3 separate regions of the Anser cygnoides genome follow, and regions 2 and 3 are each linked to region 1. A link is a contact called in public Hi-C data. All regions are on one chromosome and are shown on one strand. The core of a region is the stretch at or near the end of the contact, and the rest is flanking DNA. Distances in the headings are between cores, read along the strand shown. Region 1 has its middle 17 kb from the start of DUSP7. Region 2 has its middle 100 kb from the start of RPL29. Region 3 has its middle 120 kb from the start of RPL29.

Evidence for each region. Hi-C and Micro-C count contacts between places; a contact is called where the count stands out from the background.
Region 2: a Hi-C map of liver shows a contact between it and region 1, with 4 times the contacts expected there. The contact joins two enhancer-like sites. A contact is called at or near these places in 2 of 7 Hi-C or Micro-C datasets (both in liver).
Region 3: a contact with region 1 is called in a Hi-C map of liver, with 3 times the contacts expected there. The contact joins two enhancer-like sites. A contact is called at or near these places in 2 of 7 Hi-C or Micro-C datasets (both in liver).

Annotation. Positions count from the first base shown.
Region 1 is chr10:17,624,797-17,628,303 of Taihu_goose_T2T_genome, reverse strand. No RefSeq gene overlaps it. Among named protein-coding and RNA genes, the nearest start is that of DUSP7, 17 kb to the left of the region's middle. Within about 2 kb of position 1,668, at least 2 of the 3 cell types and tissues checked have open chromatin away from gene starts, as enhancers often do. A contact at or near this core is called in liver, where this site is marked.
Region 2 is chr10:17,430,198-17,433,704 of Taihu_goose_T2T_genome, reverse strand. No RefSeq gene overlaps it. Among named protein-coding and RNA genes, the nearest start is that of RPL29, 100 kb to the right of the region's middle. Within about 2 kb of position 1,779, at least 2 of the 3 cell types and tissues checked have open chromatin away from gene starts, as enhancers often do. A contact at or near this core is called in liver, where this site is marked.
Region 3 is chr10:17,448,727-17,452,233 of Taihu_goose_T2T_genome, reverse strand. No RefSeq gene overlaps it. Among named protein-coding and RNA genes, the nearest start is that of RPL29, 120 kb to the right of the region's middle. Within about 2 kb of position 1,948, at least 1 of the 3 cell types and tissues checked has open chromatin away from gene starts, as enhancers often do. A contact at or near this core is called in liver, where this site is marked.

The DNA of each region.
Region 1 (3,507 bases), core at 419-2,918:
AGTGCCATTAAACGTCCAATGCAACTGCATGTGCAGCGGAGGCCTGGGGATGTTTGTAGGTCAGGGATGACAGATACTCGCAGGACTCATAGGTGCTATTATTTAATTGCATTCCAACAGCAGCGAAAGCAGTAGCAAGAGTAATAAACAAATTATAATCTACATTATGAAGCTGACAAATACCACCCACTCATTACCTGTCTTTAACCACTCTCATTACTAGCCAGTCTTTGTGGGAACTGATCTTGCTTCTCAGTGTCCCACTTGTTCACCTAATATCATTATCTGAGGCAATCGGCCGCTCCTTGTGAAAGAAGAGGAAGGTACTTTTCCTGGGGCTTGTTCTCTGGGTGCTGAAATCTGGGTAGCTCTGAGGTGGAGGAGTGTGGAGGACGCTTCACAGAAGTGTGGTGTGTCTGGGAAGCGACGACTGAACTCCACAGGGACAATGGGGTGGGTTGTGGGTGGCAGGATGGCAAATTGTCTCTGGGGGAAAAGGCTGCGCTCTGCTCGTCTTTGTTGTATTAAGGACTAGAGTCCAGCAAAAGGATGTTAGGGAGAGGAACGGTTTTTTCTCTCCCGATATATTCTAGGGTTTGGGAGTGAGCTGGGTTGCTGGGTAATGACCGTTGACTCTTGGGCTGCTCCAAGCCCAGGTGTTGCTGGAGGAAGTCCTGGTAGGGCTTCTGTGGGAACCTGTTCAGGCTCTGGAAAAAACAAGTGAGCTCCAGTATTTTCTTGGAGTGGTGTGGCGTAGCTTGGCTTCAACAGAATCGAGGGTGCTGAGCCTGAGGAGAGCAGTCTTGGTGGTGCCTGGCTGCTGCCTTCACGTTGTGTCAGGCTGTGCTAAATGCTACGATGGCGCGGTGCCTGGGGTGAAGCTGTGCTTCCCTCGGTGGCACAGGCGCCCACGGCTGGGACCCTTCTTGAGGGAGGTTGTTGAGGCCAGCAAGCCAAGGAGTTGAGCGAGAGAGCAGGTAGGAAAACTCTCCATGGGTGGCAGGACGCTGGGGAGCTGGAGGTCCTTTTGTGCTCTCAGGGTTTTGAGATATCTCATGGCGGTCTCTAATGGGTAAATAATAAGCTGAAAGATGGGAAATGAAGATCGAAAGGTGAAGGGCCAGCTTTCCCGATAGGGAATTGACATTAGTCAACTGTGACAAGGGGCTGCCAAAGGTCGGAGCTGCTGAATGGGTCTGTTAATGATAAATAGGAGTAAGTGGCAGATGAAGTCTGCTGCTTGCTATTCAGAGCAGCAAAAAACAAAAGCTCTGGTGAATAGCTGTAGAAAGTCCTTGTAATTGAGAGTAGTGGGGTTGTGCAATAAGACGCTGAGAAAAGCAAAGCAATCCAGGAGGGAGAGGGAGCCATTGTAATCGGTAATTCATCGTAATTCAGTGCAGGGGGCTCAAAACAGGATAGTGTCATGTGGGTGACAGAGCTCAGAAGTTCAATGAACTGGGCTAGAGGAACAAGGCTTGGTGCTGAGTAGTGTTTGTTTTTGTTTAAAACAAAACAAAAAAACCACAATCAGCTCCTAGGAAAAAAAATCACAAACAGTTTAAATGCACTGTGTAGATCTGTGGGGAACAAAGTTTATGCAGGTTTGGGGGAGACTGGAGAAACTAATGCAAGGAAAATCCTCTGAGGGCTGTTAAATGCCACTACACAGTCTCTGGTTGAGAAGGTCCTGGAGCTGCAAATAGCTGGATCCTGGGAAAGCATTTGTAATGAAACATGGCTACGCTCTCACCCTGTTCTTACATTCTTCCTTAGATGCTGCTGTCAGCTGCTGCTGGAGATGAGGCACGATGTAGCTTGATCCAGCTAGGCTTAGTGGCTCTGGTTCCTCTGCTCTTCCAAGAAGATACTGTCCTGTAATAACCAATGCCTAGCCCGCTGTGACTGCGTGTGTGTGAGGAGGTTTTATGGAGGTTGGCGATGCTGTTCCTCCTCTTCTGTCTCTCTGTTTGGAGAAGAAAGATGCTGAAGTGCGTGGCTGGAGGAGAAAACTCCTGAGGTTATTGTACCTCTGTTCTCAAAGGGATACCGCAGTAGGTGGGCGATGACCTGTAGCACACCCAAAGCAGGGAGAGGGGCTGTTCTTCAGCAGACACACTGAGCGTCTTGTTCTTTATCAGCATCAGCTGCTGAAATGGACGGTTTAGGTGACGGAAAGCCATCACCGTGGTCACTAAACCTGCCTCTCGTCTCCTCTGAGTGATGCTGGGGCAAGGCACCAGTTCCAAAAGCACTTGCTTTGTTTGATCTGCCCTCTCCCGTCACGTAAGTGCCATGCTTCTGGCTGAGAGGTGGGTGCCGTGGAAGTAGCTGGAAGGGTCGGGGCAGCTTGTCGTGCCCTCGCAGCCCCGTGTGCTGCTTTAAGCCATGCCACAGGGGGCCGAGACGCCGTGTAGGAGCGCAGGAGTGAGACGGGTCCCTAATGTTCCTGTTGCTCAAATGGGCCCACTGAGGTTCCTGATCCGTGGAGATATGTCGTAATGAGGATTAGGAGAGAGCCCTCGTTGTAATCCTCTGTTGGTGCTTCCTGCCTACATACACGAGATGTTTCCTATCATCAGGGAGTAACCTCTGTGGAAGATAGGATCAAGTTCCCAGGAACCAGGCTGCAGTAAGAGTGAAGGAAGAATGAGGAAACTGTCCTAATTTGAGGCTAATCTCATAAATACAGGGCTGGATACAGACAATAGGAAGAGAAATGCCAGGAGAGCTTTAGCATTTGGCGAGGGAATCATCTTTTGCCAGGAGTAGCCTTAATTGTAACTTGTGATGTGGTAAAGCTGCCGTTTGATCTCAGCTTCTGCAGAGGGGATGAGACAGATTCTGCTTTGTGTCTCTAGAGGAGGAGTAGCCTGAGAAAGGACGGGGAAATGTGGCTTCAAAAGCCATGTTTCGTGCACTCTTGGACTGACTGAAGCGGCAGCGCATGGATGGGGCGCTTTATTTCTCAGTCTGGATTTTGGTAAAGCACTACATGAGGAGGAGAAAAGGGCTGTTGTGACTTTTCCTGAAGCACACATGCTAACGTACCCACCGGGTATTTAGTGTTGCAAAGACATTGCTGAAAACACAGAAGACCACAAGTCTTTTAGTGGGGGGAAGAGCATTGATGGTGTTTCTTTCTCCTACACAAACCCAGAGCTGGAGCCTGTAGCAGTCAGATTCTTGGCCTGTCCCTCCCTCTCACCTTTCATGTGGGCTGGGTGGAGTGTGCTGAAGCTGTCTGTGGCAGGGAATTCTCTCAGGAGAGCTGCTTTTCTAACCCTCTTCAGACAGCCTGTTAAAATGAGGAGGTGCCTTCTGTCTTGTCCAAATCGTGGCGCCCTGCACAGAGCCTGCGGTGCCTCTGTGTGCTTCCTTTGCTAGCAGGGTGAGCTCGTGCATGCCTGTGGGAAGTGTAATGGCCTTTACAGGGTGCGTGAGGGTCCCTACCCCCACGTACACGTGGAGCTGATGCTCCAGCATGGGCCGGCAACCATGCGAGTG
Region 2 (3,507 bases), core at 530-3,029, 190 kb after region 1:
TGGAAAGCATGAGGAAGGACAATAAATGATTCATTGTAGGCACTCCAGAGACACAGACCCCTCATGTGCTTGGTGGTGGGAATACATTAGTACACAGATTTCCTGTTCGTACAGTCTAAATTATGCAGAAATTCCTTTGAGAGGACAGAATGGGCCGTTTGTCACTAGCTTTCTCTTTGTTTCCTATTCTTTTTGCTCTGCCCCTTCCAGGGTGTTGTTTGACATTGCTCCTCACCCGAGGGGTTGAGCTGGGAGGTTTACCCCAGTCGTGGGCCACGTGGATTTAGAGCAGCTGAATCATTTCACCTCTGGGGACAGCCCACTGGGGCTGTTATGGGACCCCTGAGCCTTTGTCCAAGTTTCTCCATCTGTCCAGATGCTCATACTTAGACTGGGCAAATTCACTCTTGTTGCTGATCCCATTTCCTAACCCCATGCCCTGTGCGCCCAGGGACCTGCACAAACAGCACGGGAAGGAAGGGAAGGCCATGGGGTGGGAGATAAGCCCTGGAGATAAGGTGGAGGATGTTCGGAGTGAGAACCTGGAGGGCAAATGCTTCCTCACGTTCCTTGCACACACCAGGCACCCGTGGTGAGACTGGCCCGTGGGGAGCAAGTTTTGGAGAGAAGCTGTGAGTTAAACCCTTCGGATTCGGCAGTGCTCACACCTTTGATGGGATGGGGATGCAATTCTTCCATTTTATTCTGGGGCGCACAGTCACTTTTCCGAGTGCTTGAAAACGTTGCTTGAAGCCTTCGAACTGGTGGTGGTCAGATGCCAGAGTCGTTCTGGAGACCCGGCTGTGCGTGGTTCTCCCCACGCTGTGGCCACCTGGGTGCACAGCCTGCGATTTGATGCGGTGCTCATCAGTCCTTGGGGGCCTGGGGCTCTGCCCCAGCGTCCAGGCCCTCTCCATCTTCTGCCTGTCTTCAGAACCTAGGAGATGCCCTTCTTCATTCCCCCAAACCTTCCAGGCTGTCTCAAAGCTGCTTTACTTTTGGTCTGCCTCAGCCGAAGGCCTCGCTAAGCCATGTGTCCGTGCATTGGGGTGGATAAAGAGTTTGGGCACTGAGGTGTCAGCCGCTGTCACTGCCTGGCCTGGATCACCCGGATGAGGGAGTTCCCTCTCACTGCAGCTCTGCTTTGTCTTTCTAGGAGGGCCCTTCTTCCTTTCCTTCCTTCCCTCCTTTCCCCTCCCTTCTTTCTTATTAAAATAGCCCCTAATATCGTCATTTGCTCAAAGTATGGAAGCAGGCCAAAAACGCATTCCCCAGCTGAACCAAAAACCATTCAGGTCTCGTCATTATTTTTTAACCAGGTCTGTATTAAAAGTTTTATGAGCTGCTCCAGTTTCGGAAGGTTTCCCGTAAATGAACTTTCCACCACTCTGTGACAGCAGTGCGTTGCCAACACACGGATAATATGGAAAAATGAAAGAAGAAAAAAAATAAAGGGCCCTTCCCTCCCCCCTTCCTCCATCTGTTACAACACTGAACTGCGGCAGGAAACGAAGTTTTTCAGTTTTTTATGAGCAGAAGTGATGTGTTTTTTTGTTGTTCTTGGTTTTTTTTTTTGTTTTGGTTTGGTTTTTTGAAGCTGTAGAGTGTGTCGTTTCAGAGCTCCCTCCAGAAATCTGGAAGCAACCAGCTCCAGCATGGAAAAGACATTATGTAATTGCAAAAGACAAAAACCCTCCCAATGCTGAGGCTCCGTGGCAGAAGCCAGTCTCTGACCTCACCCTTTTCAGGCTCTCTGGAGAACACTGTGTTCCTCTGGCCCCTCGCAAAAAATAGCCTGTTGCCAGATTTCAGCAAACAATTCCGGCATTTCCTTCCCCTGCCTCTGGTCTGTGGGTGTTTTGGAGGCTCTCGCGTGTGTGGGCAGGGATTCATTAGCTAAAATAAAAACCGTACTACAGAGCTGCGCTAGAAAAAAATATAAAATTTTATACATATAAAAAAAAAAAAGGCAGGCAAGTGTAATAAGCCTGCGGCATCAGCTAGTTCGGACTCAGTTCCAGTTTTGGAATTAATAAAGAATAACCCAGAAATAGTTGATCTGCCGTGATCCCCAGTGCCCATCATGCCAGCGCGCAGCGGCTGCACCGGTCGGCTCTGCACCGTTGTGGACAAAGCTGAGCATGGCCAACTGTTCGAAAGATCAAGGTCTTTTCTTTTTTTGGCTTTTCCCAGTATAATCCCTATAGAAATGTAATCGTTTGGTGGTGTTTTTCCTCTGAATTCTCTTTAATTTCCTGACTGGGGGTTTGGGGGTTTTGTGAGGTTTTGTGGTAGTGAAGAAATTTTGCTGTTTACAGTGGCTGTACTACACGCTGTAAAAACAGCATCCCATTTCTTCTGAGAAAAGCCCTTGCATGTCCTAATTTAAATTGCCAGGTCATCCTTATTGCCACGGCGCTGCTCCCGGGGGAACCCAAATACGTACCCTGCTTTCGCTGTGGTCCTGGGCCTCCAGGGGCAGGAGGACCCCCTTCGTCTTCCAACTGCAGGTCGAAGCCCCCACATTTCACCGGTGGCGTGTCCAACGGTAGGGAAGGCCGCTCCGTTTCGCAACTGCAGAAGCCAGACGTGCTGCCCTTGACTTTCCCTGCAGACGTGTTTGTGTGGTTCGTTTCTGCCAGCTGGAGCTCAATACCTTCTTTACAAGCTTCTGCTTTCTGCAGGCAGGCTGCCAGCGCAGCCCGTGATAGGTTTTCAATGGCTGTGCTGTGCAGTTGGGAACGTCGAACCCCAAAATGCTGATGGAAGCAAACTGGAGCTTTCTCTGCCCTCATCAGGAACCCTCCACCTGTCTGCTTGGGCTCTGCCACCGCCGTTTTAGTGCGAGGAAACACGTGTGTTGCGCTGCGACCCTGAAGGTTGGCTGTGGTCAGGACGGCACCTTGTATGCGTTAATGTTCCTCCGCTAGGCTTCAGAGCATGGCACCGCTCTGGTGTCCCCACCCCAACGAGTGGCACAGCTAGGAAGGGTTTCTGCTGAGGACTTCTGTCTCCAGCTGATGCAGTGTAATACGGGCAAGTGTATGGGTCCTGGCTCAGCATTACTTCAACAGCCGCTCAGCTGGGAACGTCTCTAGGGAGCCCATCGGCTCCTTCCTGCAGACGCTTCAGTGCTGCTTGGGAGGTCAGGAGGGTGACAAAGGGTGAGGAAAGGACTTTTTGCCTTTAAAGGGGTTTTTCAGTCGGCTGTGCCGCCAAGTGACTCCATATTCATTGGGCTACCGAGTGAGCAGAGTGTTGGTGCTGCTGTTTGCCTCGCCACAGGGAGAAGCTGCTGCTATTTTATAGCTTCTTCTTTTTTCCCTGTGGAAGAAGCTATAAATCATAGATGAGTCCTTTACCTAAATGACTCTGCAGCTCCCACCAAGGCAGCCAGACTGTAACAACTCCGAGTCTTTTGGGAAGAGCAATTCCCATTCCCTTGTCCTCTGCTGCCAGCGGCAGAGCATGCAGAAGCCCTGGGGGCTTGGTGGATCAAACACGAGA
Region 3 (3,507 bases), core at 699-3,198, 180 kb after region 1:
GGAGTCTGTGTGCTGGGAGGTAGTTGTCTGTGCCATCTTCAAAGGAGACATTTCTGTGCTGGCACCTCCTGGGTTCAGCCCTGGAGCACCAGTATTCTGCACCCGTTGTTCCTAAGTGTATATTCCCATTATCCATACCCGTATCTAAGTTGGGTGTTTGAGTCTCTAATGCCTTGGTGCAGTGGTTTTTGTAGGTAGATAATGCAACGTGTGAAAAGGTCCTTGTCCCTGGTTTCTTTGATAAACCAAAGAGTTCCCCAAATCCTCCTATTCTAGCACTTGAGGCCTGGTCACCTGCTGTGTAAGGTCAGTGTGTTCAACTCGTGCTTCAGGTTTCATGATGTGAGCTTTGTATTCATTGAGCTCTGATTTGGATGCCTGTAAATATTTCCAATATGCAAATGTCCTAAATTTGGCAAAATTAAGCTAGAAATCTCATCAGAGCAGGCTTTCAGGTGCTGTGTCCCCAACTTCCCTTCCAAATAAGCTGTCTTCAAATACTTTATGGTAGTTCTCTTGGGATTTTGTCTTTTCTACTCTGGCCTCTCCCCAGAACAGGAAGAAGGAGAGAGAGATGCTGGAAAATGACAAATGCAAAAATAGCTTGTATATATGTACTTTTTTTCCAACCCTCTGAACAGGATTGCTTCAGATCAAAGTTCAGGTCATTGCCCAGTGCCTGAGGTTTGTTATTTTTCATCCTTGCAGCCCGGAGGATGATGGAACTAATACGAAGCATTGCCAGCTTCTGTATGGACATTACTTGGATCTATGAAAATGTGCTCAGTGTTTTCCGAGTGTAAAGAGCCAAAAGAAACCACCTTGGGGTACCATGTGATGTTGTTTGCTTTGACCCAGGATAACTAAAATGAAAGGTCTCTCTGAACACAGGCTGTTCAAAACCATCCAAGTTTTTTTTGCATGTACATGTGAAGAAGGAAATGTGGTGTTTACAGGGGCACTCTGAGCTTTGGCTTGTGTATTCGTCTCTGTGTTTGTGTGTCCAGACAGAGTTTCCCAAATGAAATTGATTTTGGTTGTTTTAGCCCAGCTTTTAAAGGTGGGCAAACAGAGAGCTCATCTCACGAAGTACACAAATTGAGCCTTCTGGTGGAAATGTCAGGGCGGGAGGCTCCTTCCAGCCGGTCCTGGTTGTCAAGTGAAGTCTTCTGGGTTACATCTGGGGAAAGTTCTTGGAGCCCTGGGAGGTGCTGCTGTTCAGCCACAGCGTGCATCAGATGAACACAAAAATGCCGTGGAGCTGCTGCTGTTCCTGGCCTTCAGGTAGGACCCATGTCCGCAGGGCTCCCAAGGGCTGCTGCCGTTTGGGGCTGAGGAAGCCAGGATGGTTCGAGTCTGGGTCATGTGCACAGTCACTGAGAAGTGCTCAGTTGGATCAAAACTTCAGCGTCGCTTCTCTGGTTCTTTGTTTCCAGCCTCAGCTTTGTACTTTGTACTTACGGAGATGTGCTGTGTGGGGCTAAGGCAGCTGGAGCGCTGCCCGACTAGGATGGGTGCATCTCTGCTGTGCTGTTTCAAACTCTCTGACACCAGACCTGGTCCTGCAAAGGGCTGCACGCTGCCGGCATCCCTGGGGCCAAGCCTGAAGTACTGCCTAGCTGTCATGTTCAAGCAAAGCTGCAATAGAAACCCATTTCCCAGAGGGGCTGGGTCGAAACACTTCTGTTCCAGTCATTCCAGCTGTTCGATCTGATTTCTTTTCTTGCTACTGTTTCTTCTTTCCCTGGTCCATTGTGCCTCGAGGTAAAGACTGGCAAAAACCCCAGCAACTGCTGGCTAAGACCCCTACACCTCTTACCTGGAGGGAGTTGTGCTGGCTTCCCTGTGCTGCTGCCAGCTTGCTGGTGCTGCATTGCACCTGCAGCGCTGCGTCTCTCTGCAGTAAGAGAAGGTCTTTTTGCTCTGTGTACTTGCACTTCATCCTACTAGGAATAACTATAATAGGAATAACTGTGGTTTTTTTTCCTTCATGCTTTCCTCGGGATGGTGCTGTGAGAGGCACTGGGGAGCTATTAGCTGGTCAACAGGCACCTCAGAAGGCAGCTGCCCAGTTTTCACAGCCTTGTGCGCAGGCTGATGGTGTCTGTCTGTCTTAGCACGCAGTAGCTGTTGGTTTGAGGGTGATGAGAGAAGTTGGAGGGTGAAATGCTGAGAGTAGCACTGCCTATTAAGCACAGTCTCAGTGTCAGCTGCCTGGAGACCAACGTAGTGGTTAATGGGGCACAAAGGCACGAAGTGGCCTCGGTACCTGCCTCACCGCCGCTAGTTTTCCTAGTGGCGCTCAGCGTGGCCGTGTGTCGCTCCGGGTTGAGCTGGCAGAACAAAGGGACGTGGTGACAGTGCCTGAGTGCTCAAGGCAAGAGAACTGAGGGATGCAGAGCTGTGACATTACGGGAGGGGATGTCTCCAGGAGCAAAATGTGCGTGGGTCAGAGCAGTGTGGTTATATGTGGGAACATGTTGGCCATCTGTGAATCAGCTCCAAAGGTGATGTGCATTGAAACAAAAAAAAAAACAAAACAACAGAGCACGTTGCATGCACCAGGACTGCATAGCAAAGCGGGCATACTCCTCGGTTGGATGTTCTCTCTGTCGGCTCCTGGAGGACTTCTAAGTGGCAGTTCCTGGAAATGAGGTTGGTCTTGCTCACCTTGGTTCTGCATTAATACGGCAAGCATCTGCTAAAGCACGCTATGTGGTGGACACCTGAGCACAGGGAGGAGCATCCATGTCTGTCCAGGTTGTCCAAGTCCCAGTCTTCTTCTCACCACCCGTCCCTTGCCCAGCCATTTCTCCTCCTCGCTGCAATCGTTTACAGCATTGCTGACCCTCTCCCACCGTGCCCTGTGCGTGGCTCTGGGTTTCACCCAGCCGTGCCTGCCCAGCCTGTTTTTCTGTGCACGTAGGTGGCAGGGGGCTGTGGCTGGGGCACCGAACAGCACCAAACTCCTCCAGCTGTTTTTGGCATGAATGTGAACAGAAAAATCACTCTGTGGTGTGTGGTGCTCACGGTACCTGCAGGTGAAGCTTGAAATGATCCCAGCCGTGGCCTGACGCAGATCAAGGTGTCTAACCTAGCTGCCGCTCCCTGCTGCAGGGCTTCTTCCCCGGGGTGTGCCAGGGCTTGTGTCCGATGGCACTCGCCCTGCGTGGCACAGGGGCGTTATCCCTGCCCCGGGAGGGGCTCTCGGGGCAGCCATCTGTGCTCTGCCCGCCCTGACATTGCCTCTCCCCTGCCTCCCCTCATGACAAAACGAAGCAGGGAGGATTAAAAGCAGAAGGAACATGGCTGCGGTGGGGAGGTCCAGTTAGATTTATTTGTTGGTGCAGAAGCCGTAATTAGTGATTAGCACTTCATTGACCTAAACTCAAGGGTTTGCCTTCCTGGTTTAGTACACCCTAAATAGCTCAGATGTCTTGGTATGCAGTGGAAGGATATACATGGGTGCCCCCCCCCCCCCCTTTTTTTTTTTTATAATCTCAGGCT